2 separate regions of the Mus musculus genome follow, and region 1 is linked to region 2. Evidence: chromatin contacts called from public Hi-C data. All regions are on one chromosome and are shown on one strand. The core of a region is the stretch at or near the end of the contact, and the rest is flanking DNA. Distances in the headings are between cores, read along the strand shown. Region 1 has its middle 32 kb from the start of Art2b. Region 2 has its middle 47 kb from the start of Fchsd2.

Region 1 (4,967 bases), core at 1,951-4,450, 550 kb before region 2:
GCCACAATCTGTCTGTGTTTTACAGTGTGGTCCTGCCCTATACAACTTTCCTATGAAGAGCAGAGACTAACAACTAACACTTCTCCCTCCACTCATACTGTTCTTTCTTTTGTATAAGCCCTTACCCAAGGCAAAGATGACTCTATCCAACTTACATCTCTTTTAAGAGCACAGCACATTTTACTTACTAACTTATCCTAAGAATGAACTAACTTGTCCTGAGAATGAACACTACTGTAAACCTTTAGGTGCTATCTTCTCTACCTGAGTTTTGAACGTTCCTTCTCTTCAGTGTACTGGCATGCTTAGGTCCTCAGAGGAAGTAGTTGACCTTGCCAAGCCCCCTCCTTCTTCCTCATATATTCCAATCAATTTTGAGGTCATCCAATAAGGGATCTCTTTTAAAGGTCTTAGTCAGCCATGTCTTTACTTAACTTTTGAATAACCTTTTGAAATCATGGCTCCATTTCCAAAGGACTGGTGCAGTCGCGCTGGCATCATTCCCACTGGTCCTTGCCAAATGGGAGAAAAACTCCAAGAGGCCTTGCCTCAAGGAGGTCACGTACAGAACATTCACGCTCCTCCCCCAGGAGAGACAACATGGCTCCTGCCACGTGCACAGAAAAATCCAGGCATGGGAGCAGTACAGGGGAGGCAAGTCAGGCTCTGAAGGATTCTCTGGCCAGCCAGTTTAGCTGAGTTGACGAGCCACGTGTTCAACAAGAGACTATTCCAGAAAATGAACAAGAAAACAGAGAATGACTGAGAAAAACACCTGACAGTGACCTCTGGTCTCCTCCTCATAAGCATGCATGGTCATACGTGCACACACACCCACACCCACACACATGCACACATACATGCACACATACACACACACACCATACACAAAACACAGTCACACTCACGTACATTCGTACTTACACAGTCACATTCACATCCACTCACACTCATACACACAGACACACACATAACACACACTCTCACACATATAACATGTACAAATACACACAAACTCACATCTATACACACACACACAGGCACTTACATACATACACACACACACATACACCATTCACCTACCACACAGTCATACTCACATACACTCTCACACATAACACACACTCATACACATATAACACGCACACATGGATTATATCAATTTTAGAATTATCTGGCAAAGAATAAAGAAGAATGAAATCATGTCATTTGCAGGAAAATGGATAGACCAAAAAATGAGGGAAAATACAAACAAATATGTTTGTTTTGTTTTGTGTTTTGAGACAAAATTCCTCTTTATAGCCCAGGCTGTCCTTGAGCTTACTATGTAGTCCATCCTGACCTTGAACCTTCCCTGATACTCTGTCCTCAGCTTCTCAAAGTGCTGGGATTATAGGTGAGCTACCATGATTAGATCTGTCTTCCCTTGAGTTTTCTAAATTATATCTGATAGTTACAGAAAAATTTGTAATACTGTCTGATCTGATCTTAAATGCATAATGTGGGGGTCCCTGCTAGAATTCCTGTTTGGGCTCCAAATAGGTTAGTCTGAAAAAAAGCTAGCTGTAGCACTTATTGCCTAGTCTCTGTGTTTATCCAGTCTCTGCATTGTTTGTCCAGTTTATGTATTGTCTAGTCTCTGTTGGATTAATCATTAGGGATAATGATTAATAGTTTTTAATAGTTGATTTGCATGCATATTTTGGAGAAACCAGTAACTGGGATAGTTTGCTTGGAAAAGATATCCTTGTCTCAGGTGATAAGTGCTTTCCCCTGGTCAGATCTAATTTTTCTGCTTTAGGAAAACACTCCTTCACATGTCTGCCTCAGAAAAATACCACCCAAAGATACCATAAGTTTCCACTTCATCAGTAGACTACAATGTTATGGATAGACATATACAGTCTCCAGAAAAAACATCAAAAAAGCTATACAAAGGTATGGATGGACCCAAAACATTGTAGACAGGACTGGGGTATATCTCAGTGGGTAGAGTGCTTGCCTAGCATTCGTGAAAACCCGGTCAGTCTTCAGCACCAAGCTAACTAACTAGGTGTGGCAACTGCATACCTGCAATCCTAAGACTCAGGTGACAGGAACAGAAGGATTAAGAGTTTGTCATCCTTGGATACATTGCAAGTTTGAGGCCTGGCTGGAAACCCTGGCCCTAGACCACTTAAAATAAAATAAAAATAAAATAAAGCACTGTAAATAAATAAAAATAAATATCTAGGGCTGGAGAGTTAGCTCAGAGGTTAAGAGCACTGACTGAGCCAGGTGTGGTGGCACACGCCTTTAATCCCAGCACTCAGGAGGCAGAGGCAGGTGGATTTCTGAGTTCGAGGCCAGCCTGGTCTACAAAGTGAGTTCCAGAACAGCCAGGGCTATACAGAGAAACCCTGTCTCGAAAAACAAAACAAACAAATAAACAAAAAACAACAAAACAACAAAAAACAAAACCAACAAAAAACAAACGAACAAAAAGCACTGACTGCTCATCCAGAGGGCTTGAGTTCAATTCCCAGCAACCACATGGTGGCTCACAACCATCTGTAATGGGGATCTGATGCCCTCTTCTGGTGTGTCAAAAGACAGTGACAGTAAACTCACATAAATGAAATAAATAAATCATAAAAAAAAGTACCTGCACGCCTCTAATCCCAGCACTTGGGAGGCAGAGGCAGGCGGATTTCTCAGTTTGAGGCCAGCCTGGTCTACAGAGTGAGTTCCAGTACAGCCAGGGCTACACAGAGAAACCTTGTCTTGAAAAATCAAAACCAAAACCAAAACCAAACCAAACCAAACAAAACGATCTAAAAAGCATTTCAAGCCATCATAGGAAGGTAAGAAAAAAGAAGAGGGATAGGGGACAGAAAAGAAGAAACAAAATGGTAGTTTTAAGCCCTAATATGTTAATAACTATGATATGAAAATGATCTAAGACTAGCAGCTAAGATACATATCAGGGTAGGTGATAAAATACAACCCAATTGTATATTCTCTACAAGAAATCCACTGAAAGAAAATTAAAATTCAAGGTCCATGACTCATGCAGCTTGCTAGTTAGGAGGGCTTTTTGGGCCTAAAGCAAAGAACAAAGGCTGTTGCTGTTAAGTCATTCCAGGAACTGGCTAGCCATAAAAGATAGGGAAGACTTACCAGGATGTCCGGACTGGCATGGCACCTCCCTATCTCCCGCCCTTCTGACATGGGTTAAATGTTAACCAGATGCTCTGCTCTTACCTCGATCTGCACGTACAGTTTGCTGATGTTTAAACTGTCCAATTGTGTGAAGCCGCTCCAATTCTTCCCCTATCCCCACTCTTTTCCTATATAAACCCCTAACTTTTGAGCCTCGTGGTCGACACCTCTGTCTCCTGCGTGAGATACGTGTCAGCCTGGAGCTCCGTCATGATTCCTTGGGTGCACGCTGTCTTGGGACTTGAGTGGGGTCTCCCCACTAGGGTCTTTCACCACTTCAAATATAATGCTTTAGGCAAGTTAAAAGTAAATGGATGGGAGAATTATATATATATGAGAATAACATTTAAAAAGTAACAGGGCTGGAGAGATGGCTAAGAGCATTGCAGAGGATCTGGGTTCAATTCCCAGCACCCGCTTAGTGACTCACAATCATCCATAAGACAGAACAACAGACTATGGGGTGCCCGTCTCCAAATAATGCATCTGCAACTCAACATACCTAATGTTCAAGGAACATCTCAGAAGGGGTAGGGGTGGAAAAGACCATAAGAGCCAGAGAAACAGGAAGTGTGTTGTAAATCTGTCTTCTACTTTTTACAGGTAAGCTACATCCACAAAAATCTCAGCAATATGCCTAACCAAGACCCAAACAATAACACCAGCTGATGTGCCTCAGCGGGTGGGGAAATCTTATAAGGATCTATCCCTAAATGAAGAGCTACAGGCAATTAAATACTGCTGAGAGACAGAGTACTAATCATCCCCAGGATGAGACCTCTAAATGGTTAGCCAATTCCAAGTGATCAGCTCTAAAGATGTATACATACAAATAATACTCAATGGATTCAGCTGAAAATCGTGTGTGTGTGTGTGTGTGTGTGTGTGTGTGTGTGTGAGAGAGAGAGAGAGAGAGAGAGAGAGAGAGAGAGAGAGAGAGAGAGAGAGAGATATTTTGGAGGACATGGGTTGTAGGAAGAAGGAAGGGGCAAATGATGCAATTTTATTACCTTAAATGTGAGGAAGAAAATAATGACCGACTAAGGAGAATGGCCAAGAGAAACCTAAGAAGGCCAGCTAGCTGTGATGGTGGTGCCAACTTGATAGACTCTAGAAGACAAGTCTCTCCATAGCTCTGAAGACCATCTTAACTGAGATAATTGTGTTGGGAAGACCTAGTCCCGAGCTGTGTGGCTCCATCCCTGGGCCTAGGTCCTGGACTGAACAAAAAGGAGAAAGCACACACATTCATCACTCTCTGCCTCCTGAGTATGGAGGAAATGTCATCAGCCAGCCTCTTGTTCCTGCCTCTGTGTTCCCTGTCTGCTGCCATGTCTTTCCCACAATGGTGGACTGTATCTGGGACCATAAACCAAAATAAACTCTTTCTCCTTAGAGTTGTTCTTGTTAAGGTTTTCTGTTTGTTTTGGTAATGTTTTTGTCTTGATCATGGCAACAACAGTGACTTAAAACAACCACTAAGTGTTCTGGGTTGTCCTGAATGAGTTCTGACACATAAAAAGATTACTAGGTAGAAATTAGGGAAATGCAAATAAAATGGATTTGACTCCACCATAATGTAACAATATGGATTCATTACTTTTAACAAATCTTAACAAGAAACTTATGTAGAGAATACATGGTTCCCTAGGCTCTGTTCTATGTTTCTGTAAATCAATAATTGCTCCAAAAATCAATCCTATGGGTTAAAAAAGGAATGTTATTCTGTGGACATTAAGAAAATGGTGAGCATTAGCTTCTGCACC
Region 2 (5,420 bases), core at 1,268-3,767:
ACCTTGGAACAGCAGGCTGTACCTCCCACTGACAGCAGGTTTGGTTTTTTTTTTTTTTTTTTTTTTTTCCTAATGTACATTGACCCTCACCTGGCAATAAAGCCACGAAGAACAAACAACTGGTAGCCTGGTTCCTGGCTTGTTGACACCCAGTAGTTTCAGGTTAGGCACTCTTGGCTGAAACTTCAGCTCTGAAGGCTATTTAAGATATTGGGACTGGCACAAAGGCTCAGAAGGTAAAGCTCTGTGTCACCAAGCCTGACAACCCGAGTTCCACCCAGGACCCACGTGATGGAGGCAAAGAACCAACTCCTGAAAGTGGTCCTTTGACTTCTACATGGGCACAATGGCAAATGTCACCCCTCCTACACAAATAAACTCAGAGGAGGGGAAGAGAGAGAGAGAGGAAGGAGAGAGAGAGAGGGAGAGAGAGAGAGAGAGAGAGAGACTCTTCTAACATAGACAAGTTTCTTGGACTTCTGGTCTACCCAACTATGGCTAGAAATCATCTCTATCCATGTATTTCCAGCTGTACTCACTTGCCCTTGCTAACACATTCTTACTGCTTAGCAACAGAAGCAGTCCTCTGTGTTATTGGCCTTCTTACTCAAACCTAAGATAGCTCCATGATTTCCACTGGGGCACAAAGTCACTGTCTTCATAGCCCTAGAATTAATAAGCCACAGCCTTATTTATGCTGAAGGGATAATGACCATTTGACCTGTTTTGGGTCTGCTTACCTGGGCTGAGCCTGTGGTCCTGACATTCCTAAGAAATGTGTCCAAAGTGCCAAAGAGCAGCCAACATGAATCACCCGCTACATTCTAGGTTCTCTGTTCTGCTACACAGCCTGACATGAAATCTACATCTCTGCATTTCATTATGTTCCTGTCCTCTCAGATCTCAACCCTTTTAAAACTTGATCCAAGTGCAACATCTCGTATTTCTCCTTTAATTTCCTTGTTCTAAATAGTAGCAATTTGTGTGGGGCGTGGTGGCTCATACCTTCAATACCAGCACTTGGGAGGTCAGCACATAAGCATGAAAACTGTCACGAGTTTGAAGCCAGGCTGTGTTACATAATAAGTTCCAACAAACGTGAGACATCTGCAAGGCTGTTATCAGCTTATCGGCAATTCCTTCAAGTATGATCTCTTTCTATGCTTAAGGAAGTGCGTGTGCGTGTGCGTGTGCATGTGTGTGTGTGTGTGATTGTTGTTTTGGGTTTTTGAAACAAGGTTTCTTTTTTGTGTATCCCCGGTGTCCTAGTACTTGTTCTGTAGACCAGGCTGACCCGGAACTCAAAAAATCTGCGTGCCTCTGCCTCCTGAGTGCTGGACTTAAAGGCACAGGCCACCATTGCCTACTTAAGGCAGTTTTGTTTGTTTACATTTTGTTTCTGAGACCATTATAGCCAACATTAAAAGGTGCTGGTTAAAGAGCTTTGTGCTAGCTCATCCCTCTGTCAGCTGAGCTGCAACTCCAGACCTCCTTTGTGATTAAATCAGTGATGGCTGATATGAAGGAGCCTGTGGGACCCTGGCAATTTTAGGGTCCCCAGCAACAACTCAGAGGCTTACAAGGGCAGGACCTTTGTCCTGAAGCATGATTAGTTCAAGGTTCAGAGAAGGGAATTGTTGGGTACAGTCCACAGGGTGCTCTGGAGGACTTCCTGTCCGCTGCTTCAGAGGAGATTCAGAGCCCAGGGCCTGATCTCTGACAGTACCATCAGGCTGCCACAAGCCGTCTGGCCTGGCTTGGGTGGGTGTTTTCCTGAGACAGAGGCTAGGCCAGACACTTCAAATACCCTCTCAGCATCTCTGTCCCTCAGATGTGAATTACCAACTCTCTTGGCAGAGGGGGAAACTGAGGCTTCCTGGGGTAGAGAAGCTAAGCCTTGAAGATGGACTCTGGGCTTTTTTTTTTTTTTTTTTTTTTTTTTTGGTTTTTGGTTTTTGGTTTTGGGAAACAGGGTTTCTCTGTGTAGCCTGGCTGTCCTGGAACTCACTCTGTAGACCAGGCTAGCCTCAAACTCAGAAATTCGCCTGCCTCTGCCTCCCAAATGCTGGGATTAAAGGCATGTGCCACCATGCCCGGCTAGAATCCAGGCATAATTAACAAAGTCACCACAGGCTGGACACCGTGGTCTGCTCTGAGCTCCCTTAGGTGGCCTGAAGGAGAAACCTCCCAGGGCTGGATGCCTTTCTGGTTGTGAAGATGGGCCTTCAAAGCTTATGTGAAGTTTTTTAGCCAGGAGGATTCCAGGAAGGCTGACAGAGGAGAGTAAGCCATTGGACACCGGCCTGTGTGCTTCACACCCTCTGGACTTGAAGCAAAGTTCTGGCTCCTGTCTGGGCCCAGGGCGGGTTGTTTAGGAGCTGGGTCTGGCTGCAGATCAGAAAACAGGGCCCACCCTGCCCTAGAAGCTGGGCCTGCGGGTGAGTCCAAGCTAAACCACCACACAAGGGTCCATTGTGGTCTCTCCACCCGGCCCTGGGTTCTGCCAGCCCTTCCGGCTCCCGGAAAATGTTTTCCTTCTGGCAACTCCAGGGCAGCCTGCCCTTAGCCAAGATGCTGACTGGCCACACCTCTTGCCTTTCTCAATCAGCAGAGATTCTGGGGACTGGTAGCCCAGAGTGCTGGGGCTAGTCTGCGTGTCACACACAGGGTCCCTAAAGCTTGGGGAAATGAGCACACCAGGGCTAGATTCAGAATCAGAACCTTGTACTTCGTAGCCATGTTTTCCAACAAGGAGGGAGGTAAGAGGGTTTGTACCAGATAGGGGAGTAGCGTCTCCTCAGAAAGACTTAGGTGGCATTCTGAAAGAAATAACGATATTCATGCCATTTTCTGGGAAAGTTAGGTCCCCCAGGAAACAGCTGGGATAGCCTGCGGGTTACCCACTTCTTCTGGCATCCAGCCTTGAAATGCTGAAATGTAAAACCAGGCGCCGAGTTCTGGTAGGATGGTTCAGTGGATAACGCTACTTGCTGCAAAGCCAACCAACCTGAGTTTGCTCCTCAGGACCCGAAGGATGGAAGAAGAACCAACTCCTGAAAGTTGTCATTTGGCGGGTGGAGTGGGGTTGGGGAAGTGGGAGGTGGAGAGAGAGAGAGAGAGAGAGAGAGAGAGAATGAGAATAAACCAGGCATGGATGCGTTGCGTGGGATGATGTTTCATGGGGTGATGTTGCGAGGACAAGCAGGATTGGAATTTGAGGTTTCATCGCTGGCTGCCGGGACCAGAGGCTCCGGGTTCTGGGTTTCCTCGACTCTTTCACGGGCAGACAGCGCCACCTGGGGTCCAATCCATGGGACTTGAATCCCTCTGGAGATCCCACTCAGAACTCTCTGGGGATAGAAGGAATGAGCTGGGCACTGGGGATAAAAATGCTAAGATGGGTCACCAGCAGCTCTACTGGAGTCACCCACGGAAGTTCGGCCAGGGTTCCCGCTCTTGCCGCGTCTGCTCTAACCGCCACGGTCTGATCCGCAAATACGGGCTGAACTTGTGCCGCCAGTGCTTCCGGCAGTACGCGAATGACTAAGGACTAAGTTGGACTAAGCGACCTTGAATGGATTGTTCGACTGATTACCAAGCAGAACCAATCATGCTAGTCTTTGTGCACAAAGAATAAAAATGTGAAGAACTTAAAAAAAAAAAAAAAAGCTATTCCATGCAGGCAGGCCGGAGGCGCAATAGTAGAGGCCGCAGGCACAATAGTAGAGGACCACTCTACTGGATGAGAATCAGGGATGCTTTGATGGGGACCTGCAGGGTAGAGGTCACGGATTTGGAGTTAAACCTTTGTCTTGCAAGAGTGAATGGTACTCAGTTCAGGAACAGGCTGTGAAACCCATGGAGAGCTTGGTGCGTTGGCAAATGCTGGTAACAGCATTAGGCAAGTAGAGGAAGGAGGATAAGGAGGCCAAGTTTGTAACAAGCTATGTTGGAAGTTCGAGGTCAGCCTGAGCCGCGTGAGACTCCGTTGGTGACTCCGTGTGTGAGAACACTGGACAAGCATGAAGACCTAGGTTCAGATTCCATCACTAAGTTTTTTTGGTTTTGTTTTTAACATAGGTCTCTGTTGCTATGATGAAATACCACGACTTGGGAAGGAAAGGGTTTCTTTTTTTTTACAGCTTACAGCACTTCATTGGAAGGAAGTTGGGGCAGGAACTAAAGCAGAAACCACAAAGAAATGTTGTTTCCTGGCTTGCTCGGCAGGGGCTTGCTCGCTGCTTTCTTATACCACCAATGCCCGTTTGCCCAGGAATGGCCCTGCCCCATTGGGCTGGGTCATCCCATGTCAATCATTAATTGCCTACAGACAATAGGATGGAGGTATTTTACCAACTAAGATTCCTCTTCCCAGATAACTCCAGCTTGTGTCAAGTTGATAAAAACCCCTCAAGCTGGAGTTATCTATATCTAGCCTATAACCCTAGCTTCTGGGAGGTAGAAGCAAAAGGATCCCTGGGGCTTGCCCATCAGTGAGAAACCCTGTCTGGAAAGGCTTAGGACATTCTTCTGCGTTCTCCTCGGGCCTCCCTGCAAGTGCAAGGACACGTGCACCCATGCTCTCACATACAAGTCTACCAGATTAACACACCTCACCACACAGATGCTCAAACATAAGCATTCTTAAAGCATGGAGAAGGCATTGTGAGTGTAAATGTGGCTGCTTTGATTTTACTTTTGTATTTGTGCTAAGAATCAAATAACTTTACCAAGAACTCCCACACACACACCTCTCTTCCACCACCACCCTGCCCCCCCCCCCCGCCTTCCCCCCTCCTCTCCCTGCCTCCCCCTTCTTCCTTTTCCATTTGTTGCTGTTGTTTTCAAAACAAGGTTTCTCTGTGTAGCCCTGGCTGTCCTGGAACTCACTCTGTAGACCAGGCTGGCTTCAAACTCACAGAGATCTGCCTGCCTCTGCCTCCCAAGTGCTGGGATTAAAGGAGTATGCCATCACCACCTGGCTCTCTTCCTTCTTTTAAAATGAAAACAGTTGCTTACTTTATTTCTCCATCTAAACTGGCATTTAGCTTTATAAATTTTATGTGCGTGCACACACCTGCTTCTCAGTATGTATGTCATGTGCTTGCAGGTGCCCTCAGAGGCCAGGAGAACCTGGGTTCTCTGCAAGAGCAGCAAATGCTCTTAGCCACTAAGCCATCTCTCCAGCCCCATACACGAGCACTTTTTTTACCTCTCATTTTTCTCTGTTCACTGAAGAAAATTCATAAAATAGGAGTATGTATATATCTATATATATGTATATGTATATGTATGCATATATATATATGCAATCTGTCACCCTACACCTTAACTTCCTGCTGCTGGTATTACGGTATTAATCGTCCATCCGAATTTTCAGTTCTCCTTTCACAGACTCAGGCCACCCCTTCTTTAGAAGC

Evidence for each region. A called contact is a pair of places that touch in the nucleus more often than the background predicts.
Region 1: a Hi-C map of liver shows a contact between it and region 2, with 4 times the contacts expected there. The contact joins two enhancer-like sites. A contact is called at or near these places in 8 of 484 Hi-C or Micro-C datasets (cerebellar granule neurons, cerebellum, cortical neurons and 2 more), 3 of 115 datasets of contacts at active chromatin or transcription factors (all in embryonic stem cells) and 1 of 9 other capture datasets (embryonic stem cells).

Annotation. Positions count from the first base shown.
Region 1 is chr7:101,611,169-101,616,135 of GRCm38.p6, reverse strand. No RefSeq gene overlaps it. Among named protein-coding and RNA genes, the nearest start is that of Art2b, 32 kb to the right of the region's middle. Within about 2 kb of position 3,200, at least 11 of the 459 cell types and tissues checked have an H3K27ac peak or open chromatin away from gene starts, as enhancers often do. A contact at or near this core is called in liver, where this site is marked.
Region 2 is chr7:101,059,453-101,064,872 of GRCm38.p6, reverse strand. It overlaps the pseudogene Gm5735. Among named protein-coding and RNA genes, the nearest start is that of Fchsd2, 47 kb to the left of the region's middle. Within about 2 kb of position 2,517, at least 81 of the 459 cell types and tissues checked have an H3K27ac peak or open chromatin away from gene starts, as enhancers often do. A contact at or near this core is called in liver, where this site is marked.